Linked DNA regions of Mus musculus: regions 2, 3, 4, 5, 6 and 7 are each linked to region 1. The links are chromatin contacts, called in public HiCAR-type, HiChIP or PLAC-seq and promoter capture Hi-C maps. All regions are on one chromosome and are shown on one strand. Each heading gives the region's core, a stretch centred on a gene start, on an enhancer-like site or on the middle of the called end of the contact. The rest is flanking DNA. Distances are from core to core; before and after follow the strand shown.

What was found. Promoter capture Hi-C pulls out the DNA fragments that hold promoters and counts their contacts. HiCAR-type assays count read pairs that join an accessible place to other places. HiChIP or PLAC-seq counts read pairs in DNA pulled down with a chosen protein or histone mark. Capture Hi-C pulls out chosen DNA fragments and counts their contacts.
Region 2: a contact with region 1 is called in a promoter capture Hi-C map of adipose tissue. The contact joins the promoter of Mdp1 here to the promoter of Homez in region 1. A contact is called at or near these places in 1 of 39 promoter capture datasets (liver), 1 of 115 datasets of contacts at active chromatin or transcription factors (astrocytes) and 1 of 9 other capture datasets (adipose tissue).
Region 3: a contact with region 1 is called in a promoter capture Hi-C map of liver. The contact joins the promoter of Abhd4 here to the promoter of Homez in region 1. A contact is called at or near these places in 2 of 39 promoter capture datasets (the HPC-7 cell line and pre-B cells), 1 of 115 datasets of contacts at active chromatin or transcription factors (pancreatic cancer cells) and 1 of 9 other capture datasets (liver).
Region 4: a contact with region 1 is called in a promoter capture Hi-C map of pre-B cells, with 2.5 times the contacts expected there. The contact joins the enhancer-like site here to the promoter of Homez in region 1. A contact is called at or near these places in 4 of 39 promoter capture datasets (erythroid cells, liver, neutrophils and 1 more), 1 of 15 datasets of contacts at CTCF or cohesin (embryonic stem cells), 4 of 484 Hi-C or Micro-C datasets (CD4 T cells, LSK cells and embryonic stem cells), 2 of 115 datasets of contacts at active chromatin or transcription factors (double positive thymocytes and pancreatic cancer cells) and 3 of 9 other capture datasets (adipose tissue, embryonic stem cells and liver).
Region 5: a contact with region 1 is called in a HiCAR-type map of astrocytes, with 2.8 times the contacts expected there. The contact joins the promoter of Ipo4 here to the promoter of Homez in region 1.
Region 6: a contact with region 1 is called in an H3K4me3 HiChIP or PLAC-seq map of embryonic stem cells, with 7 read pairs. The contact joins the promoter of Pck2 here to the promoter of Homez in region 1. A contact is called at or near these places in 3 of 39 promoter capture datasets (embryonic stem cells, liver and pre-B cells) and 1 of 115 datasets of contacts at active chromatin or transcription factors (embryonic stem cells).
Region 7: a contact with region 1 is called in an H3K4me3 HiChIP or PLAC-seq map of embryonic stem cells, with 4 times the contacts expected there. The contact joins the promoter of Carmil3 here to the promoter of Homez in region 1. A contact is called at or near these places in 2 of 39 promoter capture datasets (liver and pre-B cells), 1 of 484 Hi-C or Micro-C datasets (embryonic stem cells) and 3 of 115 datasets of contacts at active chromatin or transcription factors (bone marrow-derived macrophages, embryonic midbrain and embryonic stem cells).

What each region holds. Positions count from the first base shown.
Region 1 is chr14:54,862,681-54,865,490 of GRCm38.p6, forward strand. Homez (homeodomain leucine zipper-encoding gene) reads right to left here and starts at 1,478. Exons shown (of 2, transcript NM_001177705.1): 1 at 1,261-1,478.
Region 2 is chr14:55,658,818-55,661,909 of GRCm38.p6, forward strand. It overlaps Mdp1 (magnesium-dependent phosphatase 1), which reads right to left and starts at 1,634. Exons shown (of 6, transcript NM_023397.5): 1 at 1,521-1,634; 2 at 1,351-1,411; 3 at 1,171-1,281; 4 at 553-660; 5 at 383-468; 6 at 1-257. The coding sequence starts at 1,557. The coding sequence ends at 166.
Region 3 is chr14:54,257,806-54,260,842 of GRCm38.p6, forward strand. Abhd4 (abhydrolase domain containing 4) reads left to right here and starts at 1,478. Exons shown (of 7, transcript NM_134076.3): 1 at 1,478-1,514. The coding sequence starts at 1,492.
Region 4 is chr14:54,231,989-54,235,050 of GRCm38.p6, forward strand. No RefSeq gene overlaps it. Among named protein-coding and RNA genes, the nearest start is that of Dad1, 20 kb to the right of the region's middle. Within about 2 kb of position 1,478, at least 138 of the 459 cell types and tissues checked have an H3K27ac peak or open chromatin away from gene starts, as enhancers often do. A contact at or near this core is called in adipose tissue, double positive thymocytes, embryonic stem cells and 2 more, where this site is marked.
Region 5 is chr14:55,634,174-55,636,939 of GRCm38.p6, forward strand. It overlaps Ipo4 (importin 4), which reads right to left and starts at 1,511. Exons shown (of 30, transcript NM_024267.7): 1 at 1,357-1,511; 2 at 1,190-1,276; 3 at 959-1,038; 4 at 832-873; 5 at 107-236; 6 at 1-21. The coding sequence starts at 1,425. Tm9sf1 (transmembrane 9 superfamily member 1) reads right to left here. Exons shown (of 5, transcript NM_001360063.1): 5 at 1,792-2,439. The coding sequence ends at 2,046.
Region 6 is chr14:55,538,940-55,541,806 of GRCm38.p6, forward strand. Pck2 (phosphoenolpyruvate carboxykinase 2 (mitochondrial)) reads left to right here and starts at 1,327. Exons shown (of 10, transcript NM_028994.3): 1 at 1,327-1,574. The coding sequence starts at 1,546.
Region 7 is chr14:55,489,713-55,492,717 of GRCm38.p6, forward strand. It overlaps Carmil3 (capping protein regulator and myosin 1 linker 3), which reads left to right and starts at 1,357. Exons shown (of 40, transcript NM_001374104.1): 1 at 1,357-1,571. The coding sequence starts at 1,532. It overlaps Dhrs4 (dehydrogenase/reductase (SDR family) member 4), which reads left to right. Exons shown (of 8, transcript NM_001037938.2): 8 at 107-628. The coding sequence ends at 221.

The DNA of each region.
Region 1 (2,810 bases), core at 228-2,727:
ACTAGAATTACCTGAGAAACTTAAAAGGCCACCTCCGTCCCATGCTCTTCTGATTAATGGACTGGGACATAGGCATTCATAGTTTTTTTAATTATTTCTTTTTCTTTTTTTTAATTAGGTATTTTCCTCATTTACATTTCCAATGCTATCCCAAAAGTCCCCCATACTCTCCCACCCACCCACCCCCACTTTTTGGCCCTGGCATTCCCCTGTACTGGGGCATATAAAGTTTGCAAGTCCAATGGGCCTCTCTTTCCTGTGATGGCAGACTAGGCCATCTTTTGATACATATGCAGCTAGAGTCAAGTGCTCCGGGATACTGGTTAGTTCATGATGTTGTTCCACCTATAGGGTTGCAGATCCCTTTAGCTCCTTGGGTACTTTCTCTAGCTCCTCCATTGGGGACCCTGTGACCCATCCAATAGCTGACTGTGAGCATCCACTTCTGTGTTTGCTAGGCCCCGGCATTCATAGTTTTAAAAGTTCTCAGTGTGCAATTAATACTAAAAAGAGGAGTTAAACAATACACTAAAGACTGGTAATATTTATTTTCAATTGTAAGGTTTAGGATAATTCATGTATCTTAGTTTTTTGATTTCTGGCTTTTGCAACTACTGCTGTCTACCTATCCTAACAATATAAATGGATTTGAGACATGACTAAGAGTTCATAATATGCATCGATCTTGGCCCACACTGATTTTCAGACAAGTCTCAAGCTTGAGTTTTCTTCCAGCTGACAAGTCTGAGTTGCAACACCAGGAACCTGTGAGGCCTTTTCGTTTTCCGGTTGGTGGGGCACAAGAGTCGGGGGCCAGTTGTGGGTTTTTTCCTTTTAACCTTTCATTACCAAATGGCACTGCTCCCTATAAGTGAGGTCTAGTTGTAAATGCCTGTTGAGGTCGCCAGGAGGTAGTCATGGGGACAGGGGAAGCCCGGGAGGCATCTGAAGGGCCCGGAACTGGGTCAGAGAACAAAAAGTTTCAAGTACATGGGGCGGTCAGCTCCAGGAGGCAGGTGAACCTGCATCCTCACAGAGGGCGTCCCGACCCAACCTTTCCCATCCCCCCACTACACACACTCCTTAGCCTCCCCCAGTTACAACAACACAGATTCGAAAGTCCAGGGGAGGAAAGAGGGACAGAACCCGACGACTTCCAACGGAGGATTCTCCTCCCACCACGAGGATGGGGCTCTGAGGGTCGGAGGTTTCGCACCGGCCGGGAGGCAGGCCCAGGGGCTGGGGGGGTCGGTCACTCACCACGGCGCGGCCCCGGGCGGCGGCTCCCAGCCTCGCACTGCGGGCCGGGGCGGGAAGGGGGAAGAGGACAGAGGATCCAAGAGGGCGAGGGGCTGCGGCACGCCCGGCTCCTGGCGCCACGCAAAGCCCTGGACCGCCGCTGCCCCCTACCCCTGGACCGAGGCGCTCCGCCCCTACCAGTGCGGCGCGGAGGCGGAGGCGGAGCCGAGGTCCGGATTGGTGGGCGGGCTGATGCACAACGTACTGGGTCCGCCATTGGCTGCGTGGGTCCCAGCAGAGGTCCGCGATTGGCTGCGGAGAACCGGTCAGTGTAGGCGCGTGGGGCTGGGAACATGTCTTCCTGGACTCGGCGTCTGCAGTGGACCTCTGCATCCTGTGGTCCTTCCAAAGTTCTTTACTGAACTGGCCCCCGGTCCCGCAGGAAGGCCCTCGGAAGACCTTTTAAAACATCTACCACCAGTCAAACTGGAGCACAAGCGCTACCAGCAGCGGCAGCCGTGACGAAACGCTTAAAACCACGGAGAATGCGCACAAGAAGGATCAGATGTTTAGCCCCCAGAAAGACGAGCATCTTAAGTACCCAGGACTTCGGTCACTTTTGAGGTCAATGTGGCGAAAGTATTCTCAGTGACGAAATACTCTGGGATTCGCTGTTAGGGTGTAGTAAGATGTGCTGTTCACTAAACCATACTCTCCATACTTGGGGGTACAAAGTTCTCAACCAAATTTAGAATATTTAGGATTTCCCATTGTACTTGGAAACAGCACTTCTGAAGTGACTTGTGTTGTTGACATTTGAAGCTCAATCTTGGTTATTTGGGTCACTTTTTTTTTTCCCCCGAGACAGGGTTTCTCTGTATAGCCCTGGCTGAAAGGCAATATCAGCCGAGCAGTGGTGGCACATGCCTTTAATCCTAGCACTTCAGAAGCAGAAGCAGGCGGATTTCTGAGTTCGAGACCAGCCTGGTCTACTGAGAAACCCTGTCTCAAAACAAAAAAAAAAAAAGAGGGCTGGTGGGTAAGAGCACCCGACTGCTCTTCCAGAGGTCCGGAGTTCAAATCCCAGCAACCACATGGTGGCTCACAACCATCTGTAACAAGATCTGATGCCCTCTTCTGGTGTGTCTGAAGACAGCTACAGTGTACTTACATATAATAAATAAATAAATCTTTAAAAAAAAAAAAAGAAAGAAAAGGGCAGTATCAGTCTTTGCTTGTATTCTCAGACCTCACCGTCGACTCTTCCTTACCTACTGTCACATGAACTCAAATGGAGGCTGAAAAGATGGCTCAGGGGTTAAGAGCACATGCTACTCTGACAGAGGACCTGAGATAGATTCCCAGCACCTATATCACAGTCAGCTGTACCTCCAGCTCTATCCGGTCTGAAGCCCTCTTCTAGACCTTGTGTGAGCGTGTGCGCTGACACTGTCCCATGTTGTTGCCCCCACCCCCCCATACGTTTAAAAAATAAATCTTAACAAAAAATTCAAATGGCTATCAAAGATGGCCAAAGGATGACTCCACCCAAGTATAGCTTAGTGAATGGT
Region 2 (3,092 bases), core at 384-2,883, 800 kb after region 1:
ATACATAAATAAATCTTTGTGAAAAAGAAAAGAAAAATGGAAACAACCCATACGGTGGCAGAACCCTGACTGTCACACGTGGACACTTTAATACAAGAGCCCCTGACAAGGCTTTCTTGATTTTAGTTTTACACTGCAGATGAGGCTTATCCACAGGATTGGACCTCAGAGTCCAGCTTGGGCCTTTGCAAATGTCTCTAATCCTTGAGTTAACGTTTGAAGACTCATCCCATCCCGGATGTGAATGCAGGTAACGCCTGGAACAAAGAGCAGTCACATTTTACCACACTTTCAAGGCTCTGCCGTATACTACCCACCCTACACTTACTTTATCTTCTTTTAAGAACTCCCCCCCCCTCACCCCCCAGCAGTGACTCAGTACCAAGTCTGCCAACGTCTATGATATTCCGATTCTCATCATCAAAGAAGACCATCTGAGAGAAAGGAACTCCGGTCTTGTGGTGCAACCTGTGAAGAACAAGGCAGGGGTAACCACTTGTCAAGCTGACTTCTTTTGTAGTCCACTTGCTCCCACACCAGCTGTCTGCCTACCTCTCAAAGTGTGTGACTTTGCTGCCTGGGTAGATTTCCCGCTGAATAAAGTATTTGCCAAGGTCAAAGAGCTCCAGGAGTTGGTTGGCCCCTTGTATCTCACTTGTCCTTAAAAAAAAAAAAAAAAAAAAAAAGGCATTAAATACATGCATTAGGGGAGTGCCAGAGATGCAGGCAAAGTTAGGTATAAGGGGATAAAGGGACAACTTTGCCCTGTTATTCAGTTCCAGAGATTCCGACATAGCTAGCGCTGAACTAATCTTTAGTAATTTAGAAGTACAGAAAGCTAATGATAGAAAAGCAACGAAGGCCGGGCAGTGGATAGCGCATGTCTTTAACCCTAGTAGTTGGGAGGCAGAGGCATGTGGATCTCTGTGAGTTGGAGGCAAGCCTGGTCTACAGATCAAGTTCCAGGACAGCCTGGGCTACACAGAGAAACCTTGTCTCGAAAACAACAGCAACAAAAACAAACGAACAAACAGAAAAGAAAAAAAAAGAAAGAAAGAAAAGCAACGAAAATATTTTTACATTTGCACTTCCTAGTTTTCGGTACTCAGGGAGTTAAGTGCAATTTCTTTATGCATCTACTTGAGTCTGCAGCACAGTTACTTATCTCACCGAGAAGCAGCGGCGACAGGCACGCCAAGGCTCTGCAGTCTTCCCAAGACCTCGGGCACCTCCGGGTACAATTGGATGTTCTGGCCCCGCCTGTCTCGTACAGTTCCATCGCTGGAGAATATGACAGAACGCTCAGTTCCCGCAATGTCTTTTCTGGTCCCATACCTCTTATAGTCTCACCTGCTCTTGTGGAATGGGGGGTCTACGTGTGTATCTACCCAGAAAGGCCAGAGCGTGTAATCTGCAAGAGGAAGGAGGAAGAAGGTTCAAGCTGGAGGAGTGCAGACACTTAGCTACCGCGGGGAGCGGAAAAGGGAAGCGCCTTATAAAATCCCCCTGCCGTTCCTTACCCAGATCAAAAACCGCAAGCTTTGGCAGCCGCGTCATGATCCACCCGCAAATCCAAACTTGGCGCTGAGTGTGTCCCAATTCTATGGCGGCCAAGTAGGCGGCGGGCGAGCCACAGAGAACCGGCAAAGCCCGGGTGACTAGAGCGTCGCTCGGCCTCCTCCGACAGCGCAAGAGCGCCTTCGGAGGCTCTGCGGGGAGAATAGCTGCAACCGGCGACCACACCTCCCTCCAAGGCGCGGGCCACAAAGTATTCCTTACACCACCCAACTCACTTCTCACTAGAGAAGCCACAGCTTTCTTTGTGCACTTCTGTCTTGAAATTGAGACCTCATCTCATGAGTTTATTACTCTGCACTCATCTTGTCTTCATGTCAGAATCTTGACAGTATAAAAAACTAGTCTTCAGCAACAGTATAAGCAGAAAGAATGTAGTGTCTGCACCCCAAAGTGATTTAACCACAGCTACACAGGAGGCCTAGGCAGGGGGTTGAGATCAGCATGGGCAATGAATGAAAATCTAGTCTTATAAAGGGGTGGGTCCGTAAGGTTTTTGAGACTTTCTTCAAGCCACTGTGAAGGGCTAGGAGGGCTGCCCTGGGAAAGGATTTCTTTTGGTTTCTACCGTCCTCAGCAACAGTATTTTAACAGATGTGAGTTTGTACAAATGGATTTGTAGTGCTTGCCAATTTCTGAAACTATTCTTGCTGCAGACGCCCGCGCCCCCTCTCCCCGCCCCCCTTCTTCCTTTCTCAAGGTAGGATCTCACTATGAAGGCAAGGGTAACCTTTAATTCACTAGGTATGCAACTTAGGCTGCTCTGGAATTCTTGATTCTCATGCTTTAGCCTCCCAAGTGCTGGAATTACATTCGTGAACCACCACAGCTAGCTACCATGTCCGATTTCAAATTACCAAGGGAGTCATTTAACATGGAGTCAGGAAGTGTGACAACACTTGGCACTTGTGAGCTTAGAACTGACCGAAGCCCACATTGGAGTAGGCTTTCCTAGTCTAGTGATCCTTCTACGGGACGAGGACCAAACACTACCTGAGCTTGCTTCACAGGTGGAGTGCAAAAGCGGGCTAAACTGGTATTTAGAACTTTGAAGAAATAATTCCCCTGGGCTCAGTGTGCAGGGGACACAACCCATCCAGAATCATTTGGGATAATGGAATAAAATGTTTTTCAGTTGAAAAGCCAAGCCAGGTGGGTCATGCCTGTAATCCCACCTACTAGGTAGGCAAAGGAGAGAGGATTAAAAATTCAAGGGTGTGGTGGCCTTCTCCTTTAATTCCAATGCTCAGGAGGCAGAGGCAGACAGATCTCTGAGTTTAAGGCCAGCGTGGTATACATACTAAGTTCCAGGACAGCTAGAGCTATATAGACTCTGTCTCAAAAACAAAACAAACAAACAAAAACAAAACAAAAACAACAAAACAAGAGTTCAGGGCCAGCCTGGGATACCTATCAAACACCTGTTTTAAAATAAAGAATATTCCAAGCTGGACGTGGTGGCGCACGCCTTTAATCCCAGCACTCGGGAGGCAGAGGCAGGTGGGTTTCTGAGTTCG
Region 3 (3,037 bases), core at 228-2,727, 600 kb before region 1:
TGAATTGTGGGACCACTGAGCTTGGCTAAAATCATGGATGGACATTTCTGAAAATTCCAGTTCTCTTCAACTTTAAACCCTTATAATGATCAGTTTAACATTGTGTTTCTGGAAAGAATAAATCTCAGGTTCTCTTCGGTCTTTCAAGAAGACCAAAGAAAAATACTGTAGGACTAGGAACATAGCTCCACTGCTAAAGTGCCTAGCTAGCAAGCAGAAAGCCCTGGGTTCGATCCACAATCCTGAATCAACAAGCCTGGCAGAATACCCTATAATCCCAGCACTCCAGAGATAGAAACAGGAGACTCGGAAGCACAGATCATCCTCAGATACACATCCAATGTGAGGCCAACCCAGGACACATACACCTTGACGTGTGTGTGTGTGTGTGTGTGTGTGTGTGTGTGTGTGTGTAAGAGAGAGAGAGAGAGAGAGAGAGAGAGTCCTCAGTAGATTCTTTCCCCTTAAGTATGATTAAACTACTGCAGTGGATAATCAGAAAGGGAGCGGCTCCAGGGATGCCACACCCCCTTTGCCATTTCAAGTGAATTCTGAAGCCAGCTTCAAGATGTGTCCCGCCTCTCTGCCGAGCCAGCCTGAAATGTGCTCAAAACTTCTGGGTTAAGTCACTTCACATCCCACATCCTTAATCTTATATCCACATACCTAATCACGCCCAGCCTTATGCGTTAGGCCTTTAACTGGCCCTCCTCTGGGAGGTCCACCGAATGGAAGGAAGCAGGATACTGCTACTTTTTCCTTGGAAAGTAGGTTGAGGCAAGACATCCCCAGAACAGAGAAATGCTTATGCTGACAGGTGTCACCCCTCATCTTAGAGCTGTGAATACAGGATGCCCCAAATACTACAGGGAGCCTACTTAGCTTTAAACTTTGCTGTCTAAAATTTAACTAGGCAGCATGCTTTTTGTATTTCTGGAACCGGGAAATCTTGGGTTACAATATCCGAGGCCCTTTTATAGGAAGCACCCTTATGACTCCACGGACATCTAAACCATTTCCATAGGACTACCAAGGCAGATGAAGCGTCTGTGACCTGAGATACAGAGGGAAGCTTGAGAACGTGAGCAAGAGGCAAAGCAGTTCCTTCACTCTTTAATTGAAGGAGGTGTGGAGGCGGGGCTGGTGGCATTCCAGTGAGGAACTTTGAGTTTTAAACTACCTGTCTTCCTGTCTCCCTCACTGTCCCCCAAAGGGATGTGATCCGGATTAAGGAGCCTACTTTTGTGGGACCGTAGTGTTCAGCCTGGACGCAGGCCAGAGGGAGCAAACAGAAGGAAGCACCCAACTGATTGCTGTCCATGTGCTGAGTCGGTTGGTCTGCCAACTTTGCCCGCTAGAACCCCGCTAGCGACCCAGGCCCCGCCTCCGGCCCCGCCCCCTTTGTTATCCGATACTTCCCTGGGTCAGCTGGTTCTGGCGTCGAGCGGAGGGATGGGCTGGCTCAGCTCGACCCGGCAGGGCTTGTTTACTATGGCTGATGATCTGGAGCAGCAGTGAGTTACTCCTGTCCGTTTCTCTTTCTGTCTCTATCTGTCCGGGCCAGGATCCGGGGACTGTCTGTAGTTGCGGACAGCTTCAGACTCCCCGCCTTTCCTTTCAGGTTGGCTTCCAGGGAGGGATGGGTTGCGCTCAGGAGCCCCGGGAGCGCTGAGAGATGAGAAGGCTGCGGAGCTGGGAGAGTGTTGAGGGTTAAGCTTGCGTTCAGCCTGGGGACTCTGACTTTCCACTAGTCTTCGCGATCGCCCCTCTGGTAGCCCAGTTAGATTAGTGGTAAAGCACGAGGAATAAGCTAGCTCTTCCCGATGCGGACGTGGTGCTTGTGGAGACTTGCCCGGAACTAAAGTCGTGGGTGTGAAAAGCCCTTGAAGGACAAGGCATGGGTAGGAGAAGTCTCCACTGCGATGGAATTAGTGTGGAACTGGCTTGCAAATTCCTTTAGCCCTTGGCCGCCTTTACGTTCTGCTTGCAATCCTAGTTGATAGTGTTCTTAATCATAAACACATGCTTACTGCCGTGGTTTCAGAAGTAGGTTTGTTAGATTGGGATGTGGTTACTGCTCGCCCAAGGCCATCAAGTTTGAGATGCCACCTGTGTGATGGTGGTCTAACAGGATCGGGAAAAAGTTGCTTAGAGGAGAATGACTCAGCTCCAAGGGTTTCACAGGAACAGGGCCTTCCCTTGACCTAATATTTGTCCTTTTGGATCTGCAGAACAACGAAATAACTTTGTATCAATAGTAAACAATCGTGTAAGGGACCTAAAAGAACTGCCCAAGAAGAGTATTGCTTTCTAAGAGGAAATTTATGGTGCCTACAGTGACTTGCGGGAAACGGCACTAGAGCCAAAGAAGACTCAGGTCATTCAGCTCCGTTTTACAAATAAAGCAACAGATGCGGATGCCCATAGAAATTCAGAGACTTGCTCAATGTTAAGAGGCTGCTTGCCTCACTCTCCCACCTCAGCTCTCACCTCCCTAATAGCACTGACACACAGTGTGACAGGCACTGTTGCCTTTTCTCTTTCTGGATTGTTTGTACAGAAGAAAGGCCAAGCTGTGCCCATAGCTCCCTGTCCCCCAACCCCCACCCCTTCCAGGCCTGTGTGGACTGCTGCCAGTGTTGCTGTCTCATAGGGAAGCATTTCTCTTGAGCTCTGCTGTCCAGAGTTAGAGATGTGTGGGGTTCGTTCAGGTGTCATGGTCTGACTTGTTATAGCCTACAATGCAAAGAGGAAGTCTCTCTTTTGAGACTGGCCAAGATCTGTGGTCTAGGTATTGGTGCTTCATCCAGCGAGTTCCCATGATACTCAGGGTGCCCATTGTGTATGCTATGAGTAGCTGGGATGGTTCCGCCAAGGATGCCATCATCTTCTCCTGCTCAAACCCACAAGCCCTTGCTGCAACCATCCTCTTACCTTCACCTAGGCAGAGTTCACAAAAAGAGAGAAAGCATGCAAGACAGGAAAGGTAGAACAAGAACTACATTTGTGGCAGGCACCTGTCAAGGTTCACTGTATG
Region 4 (3,062 bases), core at 228-2,727, 630 kb before region 1:
TCCATCCCTGTGAGAGCAGCAAGAATGGGTCCCTAGTGAGACCTCTCTCCTCCCACTGGCCAGCGAGGTCCGTGGCAAGACCCCGTCCGGCTGGATATGGTGCTGAGGGAGGAAGCATCATGTGAGAGATGCCAGTTCTGCTGCCTTCCATGAGGGCCAGTGAATCTGTAGCTGATGCGTGAAGCATCACCGCTCCCAGACTCATTAGTCATTAGCTCATCCAAAGCAAATAAATGCTTTGAGTCAGAAAGAAGATTCACATCCTAACACTGGCAACCCAACGCTCCACCTCCCCACTTGGAGAAAGGAGACTACATCCCTGTGAGATTAGAGAACCTCACGGGATCATAGAACTTCAACAGCAGACGGGAACAGGCACTTGATACTGTGCGAGACACACAGGGCATAAGTGGGTTTACTCACCCCCTAGACAGCGAGGCTGCTTCTTATCTTTATAGCCCATGCCTACTGGGCACAGCCCAGGCGCCTAATTAATTATTTACAGAATTGTACAGACAGAGGGTCCTCTAAGGTTCAAAAGACAATATGTAGCGGAACACAGTCTCAATTCAACACTTTACATCATGCAAAGCACATTCCACAATACCGGGCTGCCCACATTAGGAAAAAAAAAAATGTGTGCTCAGACTTATAAATTCAAAATTAAGTAAGTAAAATATTTCTGTCTAGTCTGACAGAAATTCTCATTTTTTTCTTTCTCACTAAAGTTCTTATTCAAGGTAAAGGACCACACATACCCAGGGGAAAAAAAAATTTTTTTTTTTTTTAATTAGCTATCGTCTTATACTGGCTAGTTCTCATGTCAGTTTGACAGTCTGGAATCATTTGGGAAAAGGGATGTCAATTGAAAAAAGTCCCCCTCAGATTGATGGGCAAGCCTGTGGGGGCATTTTCTTAGTAACTGATGAGGGAAAGCCCAACCCATTGTAGGTGGTGCCACCCTGAGCAAGCTGGCCCTGCTATAAGAAAGCAGGCTGAGCAAGGTATTGTAAGGCAGCAGGCAGCTTTCACCCCTGGTTTGAGCATCAGCTCCTGCCTTGCATTCCTGCCCCGACTTCCCCGATTCCCCGACTGATGGATTTCAGCTGTAAACTGAAACAAACCCTTTCCTCCCATGGGGCTTCCACCCCCCACCCCACCCCATGGCGTTTTATCACAGCAATGAAAACCCTAAGATAAATCTTAAGTCATGAGGCACCCAAACACTAGCCTAGACTTCCAGTCCACAACCCACCAGAACTACAACTGAGCTAGTAGCTTCCAGGTGCTGGAAACTAGCTGATGCTGGCTGGCTTGCTGACTTTCCCAAAGAAGGGAACAAATCTCTGTCACTTCCCCCAAGTATGTTCCAACAATCATAACAAGAGCGCTTTGTGGGCCAAGATCACAGACGTGATCAAAGAGCAGAGGTGCAGGCTGCCGGGAGAGGAAGCAGGAGGAACATTTGCATGCCGTGGTGACAGGAAGTGTGTAGGCAGAGGGTGCAAAGGGCTGTTTCCCACCACTGCCGAGCAAGGAACAATGTACAGTAGTTGTGGTAAATGGCTTGCAGCCCCACAGATTGAACACAGGAAATAAAAATAACCCCCCCCCCCACACACACACACAGAGGAGGTGTGAGCTGGAAGCTGCAGGAAACAGCAGGACATCCATCCCTCAGCCCATACAGTACCTGAGTCAGCAAAACCAACCCCTCCGCCCGGGGAGCCTTGTGGAAGGCCCTTCCCTAGTTGAGGAATAACCCACGGTTAGCCTCTCTGTGCGTATGGAACTGAGAGCCACAGAGCAAGCTAACTAAAGTCTACAGCAAGCCTATGGTGCATTTTCAAATTTGAACTCAAGACCCCTGAAAGTAGTTTGTACTGTTGTAAACGGTACAAACTCACAACAAGCTACGCCTGCCGCCAAGGCTAGTCCAAGGGGAAAATCACAACCCCGAGACAAAAGCAGATCTGCGCCTGGAAACTAGTACCCGGCCCAGGTGGCTCTAAGCCACTGCGAGAAATGTAAATCTTCACGCGTACTGTTGTGACGTCTTCCTTTGCTCTTAAAGTCCGATTGCTTTTCATATCTGAAATATCTGCTTATTGAATCCAAAGTAAACCTCATCCACTTCTCCGGGGAAAGCTGCAGGATGTCTGCACGAGTGTCGAGCACACTGATCGCTCAGCCATCCTAGTGAACTTCTCCTCAGTGCTAGGCCTTGGCCCACAGGACCCCTGCCAGGTTTTGTCATTATATTGAACCCAACCATTCCTAAAAGGCTTGTTAACTCACTCTGGAGTATGTCTAGCTAAGCAAAGAGCTAATAAAGAATGGAGAGGCTCAAGCTCTGTTAAGCTTCCGGGTAGTTGCAGGATACACCCAGAGCTGGAAATGCGGGCATCTCAGACTTCCGGGTGCACACCACCACCTGGCACCGTGTTAAAATGCAAAGCTTTGCTTCTGTCGCTTGGGGGTAAGGCCTGGGAGTCTCCTTTTCCAACAGCTCCAACAGTGGCCAGTACCACTAATGGCCGACTACCCACTGAATGGCAAGCCTCAATCATCCAGGATAGGGGTAGTCAGCTACACCCGAGACTGATTTGATCCAGTGTGACCCGGGCAACAGAAGCGTGAGTTCCTCAGCCTATGGCAGCGTGCAGTCCTATGGGAGGGCTTCTGGAGCACGGGTCATTTGGTAATCAGCTTCAGGGGAACACGACAGGGCTGTTCCCCATATATGGCAAACTTACTGCTCCTGAGAGACACAGAGCTCACTGGATACAGGATGCCTAGACTTCAGCCAGCAGACGCTACTCTACTCCGGCTTTGTCTTTAAAGTGATCTCCTGTGAAGACCTATGGTCTTAAGCACAAATCTGAGCTTCATTTCCTGACCTACTTCAGGAGAACTGGACCCTCTGAAGACAACTGTGACGTGAGACCAAGGCTTGTGAGGGAGCTTTGGGAAACAATGTGAGAGAAATCAACACCCGTGCACGCGCACACACGCCAGTCACATGCCACAGGCAGCACAGACAACCTCTCGTACACACAGAG
Region 5 (2,766 bases), core at 261-2,760, 770 kb after region 1:
ACTCAGCAGCAGAAGTCCCACCTGTACAGGAGCAGGGGAGAAGAGACGGTCTCGTGGTCTATCCAGCCTCTGTCCCTCCTTCCTGCCAACAGGGCAGTGCCAGTACCTCTTTCTCGGGGCTATGGGAACTATGAGTGCTGTGCTGAAGAAGGTTCATGAACTGAGGCCATCCTTGTAGGCCTTCCTTTCGAAAAATGGTGGCTGAGAGCTGGGCCAAGCTGACACTCACAGAATGCCTACAAAGAGGAGGTCCATTCATATAGAAACACCTTTTACCACCCTTCCCTTGCAAACAATGCCCCAGGCCCAAGGAGTGGCCAGAAAGAGAATGCAGGTATGTGCACGGTCTTTCCTAAGGCAGACCCCATAAGACCACCGACAGCTGGGGGTGAGGAAAGGAGGGGGGCATTGTGATCTGGCTCGGTCAGCACCACTGGACAGGCTGAATTCAATTCAGTCTTGTTTTCCCTATCTGGGTTTAGCTGATCATTTTCAGCCATTCTCAAAAACTTTAGGGTTTTAGTTGGGCAGTGGTGGCACACACCTTTAATCCCAGCACTTGGGAGGCAGAGGCAGGCGGATTTCTGAGTTCAAGGCCAGCCTGGTCTACAGAGTAAGCTCCAGGACTGCCAGGGCCACACAGAGAAACCCTGTCTCAGAAAAACCAAAAAATTAAAAAATGAAAAATAAATCACAAAAAACTTTAGTTTTCACATGTTCCACCTTCTAGGCCTGAATTAAGTCCTAGTCTGGGGCTGAAAAAGAAGGTAGAAGTCCAGTATCTCAGCCCCAATCAGTTAGGACCCCCGAGAGTGGGTGCTCCACACTTACACTGTCTCTTTCTGCAGTGCTGTCAGGACCAGGGACTTGAGGCTGGAAGACAGGTGGCAAAGGCTTAGTACTCGGCCTGTCAAAAAGTAGACTAGGCCCGGCCCCTCCCATCCTAAATCTAGCCCACCTCTCCCTCTGCTCAGGTGCCAGGCGTCGCCAGCGATTGTTCAGCCTTCTGCGGGTCAGGACCGCTGCAAACTGGCGGATCTGGGGTGAGAAGAGGTTGCCAGCCAAATGAGAATCACAGGCACCAAGAAGATGATGAACAGATTAGGACCGCAGGGGGCGGAGGCTGGAGCGGGACCAGGGACACATTGAGGAATTTCAGAATTTCGGCAAGGAGGGGCAGGTGACTCGCCTGAGAGTCGGTCGCTGTTGCCAGCAGATCGAAGAGTGCGGGCAAGGCAGCAGGGTCCCGAAGGATGGTCTGGAGCTGCTCCGTAGCCTGATGGAAGGCTGGGAGGTCAAGACCGGGCCTTTCCCACAGCCTCCCCATCCCCGTAGCCCGGTCAGGCCTGCCCATACCCGGCGGATGCGCTCCGTGTCGGGCAGCAGCAGCTCCTTCAGGATCTGTTCCAAACCCGCAGGCTCCATGGCAGCTGCCGAGCCGCCGCCGACGCCGCCGCTGCTACAGGGCCGGGTGGGGAGGGGGAGGATCGGCACGTGGAGACTCCGACAGCAACTTCCGGCGGAAAGGGCGTTACTCTGCGTCTCTCCTGTCGCCTGGGTGATTCAGCTTGCTTCCCTTCAAAAACTGCGGAAAGCTGGTGGCTGGCGTCAGTCTGGGCTTCCGTCTGCCTGAGCACCCGCTGACAGAGCCTCGGCACCGTGGGTTCCCTGTGCCGACAGTTCCCAGAGTCCAGAGTTTGTGTGGCAATAGCGAACTCGGGTTTTCAAAACAACTGCATTGACAACAGGCCTCGGGTTTCTATAACTAGACCAAAACTTCCAACGACAGGATCCTTTTTCTTAATAAATTTTATTTTAATAATTGTAAAAAGAAAAAAAAAATCAGGACCAAAACGTAAGGCAACTTAAAAAGTTCAAATATATATATTCCTTATATAATAGAGATTTTTAATTTCCAGGTCCTCTCTAAAGAGGGAAGGAAGGCGACAATGCCATCACACAATTCGGTCAGAAGAGAAGCTATCAAGTGAAATCAATGGGGCATGATGAAAGCAGGAAAGAGCCAGAGTTCTGTGGCTTAGAACTCAGTCCATCTTGAGGTTAACATAGATATAACGGATGAACTTTAAAGAGGAAAAAAAGGAGATGGTACCCAGCATGAGGAAGAAGACATAGCCAGTCAGTAAAGAGTAGCCAAAGAACTCTACTGTCTGTACTGCCCCTGACATGTTAGAGCGCCGGGCATAGTAGAAAACTGAGTAGAGGAAGATGAAGAGGCCGGTGGAGCCGACGCTCAGCACGGATCGCCACCACCAGCGGTAGTCTTCCCCAGACAGCTGGAAGTAGGTGAGCGCAATGGAGATGCAGGCCCCCACACTCAGCAGGATGGCGAAGACAAAGAAGAGGATGCCGTACAGAGTGTACTGCTCTCGACCCCAGACTGTGGCAAAGATGTAGTACAGCTCCACGGAGATGGCGCTGTGAAGAGAAAAAGACAATGCACATCATTAAAGCTCTGTTCATAGCCACAGCACGCGGAGCCAAACTCAGCCACATCTTCCGGTAGCGCTGTGGCGATCAAGAGAGCTCCAGGAGGCTTCTGCCTATTAGCTTAGTTTATTAGTTGCTCTCGGTTCATGAACATCTTCCCTGACAGGCTGAAAGCAACCATCTTAACTAGAGTAGGCATACATCTATAATACTACTATTTGGGAGGCTGAGGCAGGAGGATTGCCAAATTCAAAGTCAATCTAGGTTAAAAAGCAAGTTCAAGGCCAGCCTGGAAAACTTAAGACAGTCTTAAAA
Region 6 (2,867 bases), core at 77-2,576, 680 kb after region 1:
AGGAGGAGGAGGAGGAGGAGGAGGAGGAGGAGATGATGATGAGGCAGGCATTGAAGCATCCTGGGCTGATATAGGGACCAGTTGCCTCTTGAGACTTTAACAGCAACATCCATTCTACCTTTGATAGTGGTACTAGCATTGCTCTCAATAACCACTTTATCAAGCTCATATCCAGGTATGACAGATAATTTGGCTACAGCAACAGAGCAGTGGACCATTTAGGTCCACACAGTCCTCTAAGGTCCACATGGCCTCCAAAGAATAAGAAACTCTGGACCACCTACCCCAGCAAGAGTAGGAGAGGAAGAGAGCCCTTGGCTGTTTAGGGAGACCCTGCCATAACTCAGGCTCCACAGCACTGAGCATCTCTGCTCACAGTTTCCATCCTAACCCCCAAAAGAAGAAGGGGTTTTTAAAGAAGCCCTCAGACAGTCTTAATAAAGACCACTGGGGTGGTTAGGGGACATCTATTGATCTTTGTCTCACTGCTCTGCCTCTGCCTCAGGCAGGTTGGTGCTTTGCATTATCAAGCTGACACCCAACAGAACCCAACTTAGACTCTACAGACTCAGCAATCCAGCAAAAAAAGGAGCTCATGTCCAAAGGTTAGAAAAGGTCTCAGACAGGGATCCCATGCCCCCGTCTCTGAACATCCTGATTGCTGTGGCCAGGGTGTGGGCCACACAAACTGGCCCTAAGAGAAGCAAGGTCAGACCCACATGATCTGATGGTTCTCCAAAGAAAGTCACAGTGCTGCAACCAGAAAGAGGATTCTGAGCATCATGGATGCGTTGAGTTTGGGTTGGTACAGCATTTGAATACCCAATGGTCTCAAGTTGGAATGAAATGTTGAGAAATTACACAAGGACTCTCTTTGGGATTAGGTGGGGGAGGGCATTAGAGGACCAAGGATATGTCTGTAAGCCTGAAACACCCCACCAATTCCATGGTGCTAGAGGAAACTCCCTTGATAAGAAGCTGGGCACGGACAATAGTTTGGTTTTGTTATTATTTGAGGACTAAGGAGAGCTTAGTTAGCATCTGGGACCCTGGAAAAGAAAAGCCTGAGGCTAGGAGTGCTCTGGAAAAGCAAACCTAGACCTTGAGGGTTTAGGCATCTTGTTATCCTGGGCTCCCCAGCCCTGGTCTCATCCCTCACTCTTAACTTGTTTTGCATTCGACATCTCTTGGTTGCTTTCTCTAAGGAGCAACAGCCTTCAAAGTTACATCAGTATCTTACAGCGTGGCTGGCCGAGTGGGCGGATCCCAAATTGAACTCCGGCCTCCAATGGCTTGAGGATGTGATGACTGTGGGGCGGAGGCTTCACCCAGCCCGGGGCCTTGAGCCCGGGCTAGTGAGCCGGCCTACAGAAGGGCGAGAGAACCAGCTAGGTTCCGCCCCGGGGACTGCCCGCCTCCTTTTTAAGCGCCTCCCGCCCAACCTCAACTCCCTCTGGCTTTGCTATGCTCCTTCCTTCCCCGCCTTCCTTGTCTCCCCGACTGCGCTCGTTCCTGTGGCCATCCCGCAGCGCCAGTCCAGGTGCCATGGCTGCTATGTACCTCCCCGGCCTGCGGTGAGTGACCCATAGCCCGGGGCCCACTCCGCGCTCCACCTTCCGGGCTTCCTCCGCTTGTTTCCCATCCTAGGAAGAGACTGGCAGGGTGGCTATTAATCAGTGTGGGTCTCACGGTGGTGCATCCCCCCCCCCCTCCGCATTCCCATCCCCAGCCATGCCAGGTTTCCTAGCCAGCCTCTGTGCTCTTCTGTCCCTCCCTGCGGCTTGTGTGCTGTTCTAGCTGCCACTCGCAACCTCCTCCCCCTTCTCCTTTGCCTTCCTGAGCCCTATCTCTGCAAATGCTCTACTTAGCAGATGTAATTCTTTCAGACCAAGGGCTCCTAGTCCAGCTTTCAGTGTGTGAGTAACCATTAAGGCCTTGAGGCCATAGGGTTTGAGGCCCCGGGGACCCGAGCTCAAAGCTCCCTAAAGACGGTAGAAGGTAAACATCACTTGCAGCCTCCCTGAGAACAGAACGGAACCTGGCACGAAGCCCAGTGAAGCCTCTGGGGACTAGGGGGGGAGGGAGACAGGGAGGGAGAGAAGGAAGGAAGCAAGCAAGATGGGAGGAGGGCAGACTGCCTTTTTAACTTGGCCGGCTTCCCCCAGTAGGTCCTGGACCCCAGGCTTGTCCTGGCTGGCTCCCCCTGCCCCACCCCCCATACAACCGGGCCTCTTCTCCGTATACCCCTCTCTCCATGGTCTAGGATGTAAAAGAGTCTAAACTGACTCCTTATCTCTTCTTCGCAGTTTACTTGGTTAATCCATGTGAGAGTGGTCTATGAAGGATAGAGAGAAGGTCCCTCTCAGGGGCGTGCAGGAGAATTGGGGTGGGGCTGGGAGAAGCTGTGCTTCCCATAAGACAACTGGAGCCAATACCTGGGGATCAAAGCTTTCAGGATCATGCATTTAAAATTAATTTCTCAGGGAAACTGTCATGTGCAGAAAAACACACAAAGAGACCTACCTTGCTGTGCCCCCACCCCCTGGGGCCACACAAAGTATGCTGCCTTTTTTGTCTTCTGGAAAACACCCCACCCAGGCCCAAACTCCCACATCCAAGAGCTTTCTCTTCTCCCTTCCCAGGCAATGTAGCCTGTGTTCTCAGGTTCTGACCCTACCATCAACCCCTAAGGCTTCTAAGGAGAGCCAGGGAATGCACAGGCCCACACCATCGAGGCCTACTATGGGTTTCTGGCAGGTGAGGCCTGGCATGTGAGAAGGGTAACTACATCTCTTTACCTTCTTTTGTCCAGACCAATCACAGCAGACCCTACTATCTTCCAGGAGGGTAGCAGGACAAACAATACA
Region 7 (3,005 bases), core at 107-2,606, 630 kb after region 1:
GCTCCCACCTGATAATTCTTAAGCAAATTTCATGTCCTGTGAACCAGATGAGAGAGGCTAGCTAACCTATTTGACAATTGCTTTCTCCTTGTCTCCTGTTTCCCAGGCTAGGCAAGCCAGAGGATTGTGCTGGCATAGTTTCCTTCTTATGCTCTGAAGACGCCAGTTACATCAATGGAGAGACCGTAGTAGTGGGGGGAGGAACCCCTTCTCGCCTCTGAGGACCCAGAAACAGCCTACCAGGGCAGGTGTGTGGGGCGGGCTCAGTCCACCTTGCCTCTGTCGCCCTTCGTTGCCACCACCTAACATCTTGTTCACCTCACAAAATCAGTTCTGCCCAGTGATAAGTTCCTGCTTTCCCTGTGGTCGAAGTGTGGTCAGATGAGCATCCTTGCTGTTGCTATGGCCTTGAAAACGGCTTTGGGGAGGGGGCGGGAAGCTGGGGGATAGGTAGTGGGAAAAGGGCTTGCTGAGAAGACTGTGGCTACTTTAGTGAAGATCAAATCCCTCTCATCCTCGCCTCTGGACACTTTGAGGAGAGATAGAAGGGACAGACCTGAACAGAGATAGAAATTAACAATTTACGTATAAGGTACAAATAAAATGAAGATGATCGCGTTGCTCTGAATCAGTGCGTGTTTATTTCTCAATGTGAGGTGCTTAGTGTATCTGAGAAGTCTAAGCAGTGCTGGATCTCTGAATTCTCCCTAGCCCTCCTCCCTATCTCCAAGGCCTGAGCTTGCCGCTCAAGGGTGGTTACGTCTGCCTGCCACGGAGCTGCTTGCCAGCTGTTGGGGGAGGTAGCTCGGGAACTCCCAGGTGCTACTCTTAGCCTCACACCCCCAGGGACGGTGCCAAGGACGCCACGGGGATCCCCGAGACTAGACTAGCGAGCAAAAAAAAAAAAAAAAAAAAAAAAAAAAAGAAGAAGAAGAAGAAGAACTAACTCCCTCCCGCACGTTCGGACAGGTCTTTTTGCAGCATCGTCCTTGATTCAGAGTTCCCTCCAGGGTCAGCAAGGACGAGCTGGACCGTTCCTGAGCTGGAAGGAGTGGGAGGGCGGGGCCATACAAGAATGACCCGGGGAGGGGTACCGAAGCACATAAACAAAGAAATTGAAGAATTCTGCTTCGGGTGGCCGAGGCGTGGGTGGCACGCCAGTAGAAACGCTGCACCCCGCCCCTGAGATAGCTCGGACACCAGGCGCCGCGCTCCGGGCTTCTCACGAGGTAGTCCGCGGGAGGGGTCGTCGCGAGCGCGCGCGGGGTCTCACGCGGCTCGGAAGCTCAGCGCGCATGCTCCATTGGCCAACTCTCCGGGAGGGGCGGGAGACCCAGAGCTCAGTAGCCGGGGGGGAGGAGCGCTCGCGCAGCCGCCCCTGACGGGAGCGGGCTCCGCCGCTACTGCAGCGCTCAGCGCCGGGCCCTGCCGGAGCCGGGACTAGCATGTGCGGCGCCTCTCGGGAGGCGGCGGCGGCGGCGGCTCCTCTGCAGCAGCAGCGGCGGCGGCGGCAGCAGCAGCGGCGGCCGCCATGGCCAAGGCCAGCGTGGAGCTCACCCGCGAGCTGCAAGGTACGAGGTTGCCTTCATCTCCGGACACCGGGTCCGCGAGCATCGAGACCCAGTGCTTTCCTGCGGTACACCCCAGCCCGGCGCCTCCCGCCCCCTCACGCATCCCTCGCTCTTAGGCAGTCCCTTCCTCTGAATCTCTAGACCCAGCTTTGCTTTCCGTGGAGCATCCTTCTCTGCCCCACTCGCCTCACCCTATCAGAACCTTCCTGTCCCGGAGCCGCCCGTCCCGCTCTTTGGTGACAGGAGCAGTTCCCTGGCGCTCTTGGGGGCTGATTCTCAGCGTTCTTGACCCACCCCTCTGCAAAGCATCCAGTCTTCCCTCCGGAGAGTCCCAGCTTTCTCCCACCCTCGCCGGGCGGGGCCAGGCGTTGGGAGCTGCCCCTGGTCCTGACTGCTGCTTATCTCAACACCCTCCCTCCTCCCGGCCCCGCCCCGGAACTGGCCCTAGAGAGGCCCCTAGCGCCTAGGCCAGTGGGGCATAGGAGGGGAGTCCAGGCAGAGGCCCCGACTGAAGCTAAAACCAAAAGCTAGGTTTCTGCGGCTCATTTCCAACAGCCCCCGTCCCAGCCTGCCCCCTTCTCCTCACCCACCATCCACACACATCTCAAGAGCTCTCTGGACCAGTGATTCCCAGATGTTTTTCCTCTAATTACACCCCCCCCCAGACCCTCCAGCCCTGCCACAACCCTGATCCTCAAAGGTAGGAGCACAGGCTAGCCCATGCAGAAAGCAGGACGCTCAAGGATACTCAGAGCTCTATTGCACTCTGGAGATCTCTGACACCTACACATGCACAGTCACGAGATGTTTGTACACACACCTTACAGAAACTGCACACATCTATGCACACCACACCACACCACACACACACACACACACACACACACACACACACACACACACACCACACACACATAATACTTGGATGGGTCTGTCAGAAAACGGATATGGGCTCACTGGAACATTAAACCCTTCTCTCACCCCACCCTCCTCACAAGAACTGTCTGGCACCGGTCCCCTTTCATATGCAAGCCAGCACTCATTCACACTTTCCTATCCCCACAAATGCCATACTCGGTTCCCTGCCATCATCAGAAGACAGGCATGCAGCCATAATAAAAAACAGATTCTCATACCCCAGAGCACCTAGGGTACAGTCAAGGAACATTCCTATCCTGGACTCCCAAACCCCTACAGAGAGGGGGGAGAGGGAGGGAGAGAGAGAGAGAGAGAGAGAGAGAGAGAGAGAGAGAGAGAGACTCACTGCATATGTGTTGATGGTTACTATAGTGCACGGGTGGGTGGGAAAATCCTTCACACCTTCAGAAGTGTAAGACACGTGTTCCCACAGACAGTGCCACTCAGCAACTGTCCCCTGACTCAGGGACACCAGGAGCCAGAGTTTTCTCCCTACTTTCCTCCCATAACAAAGTC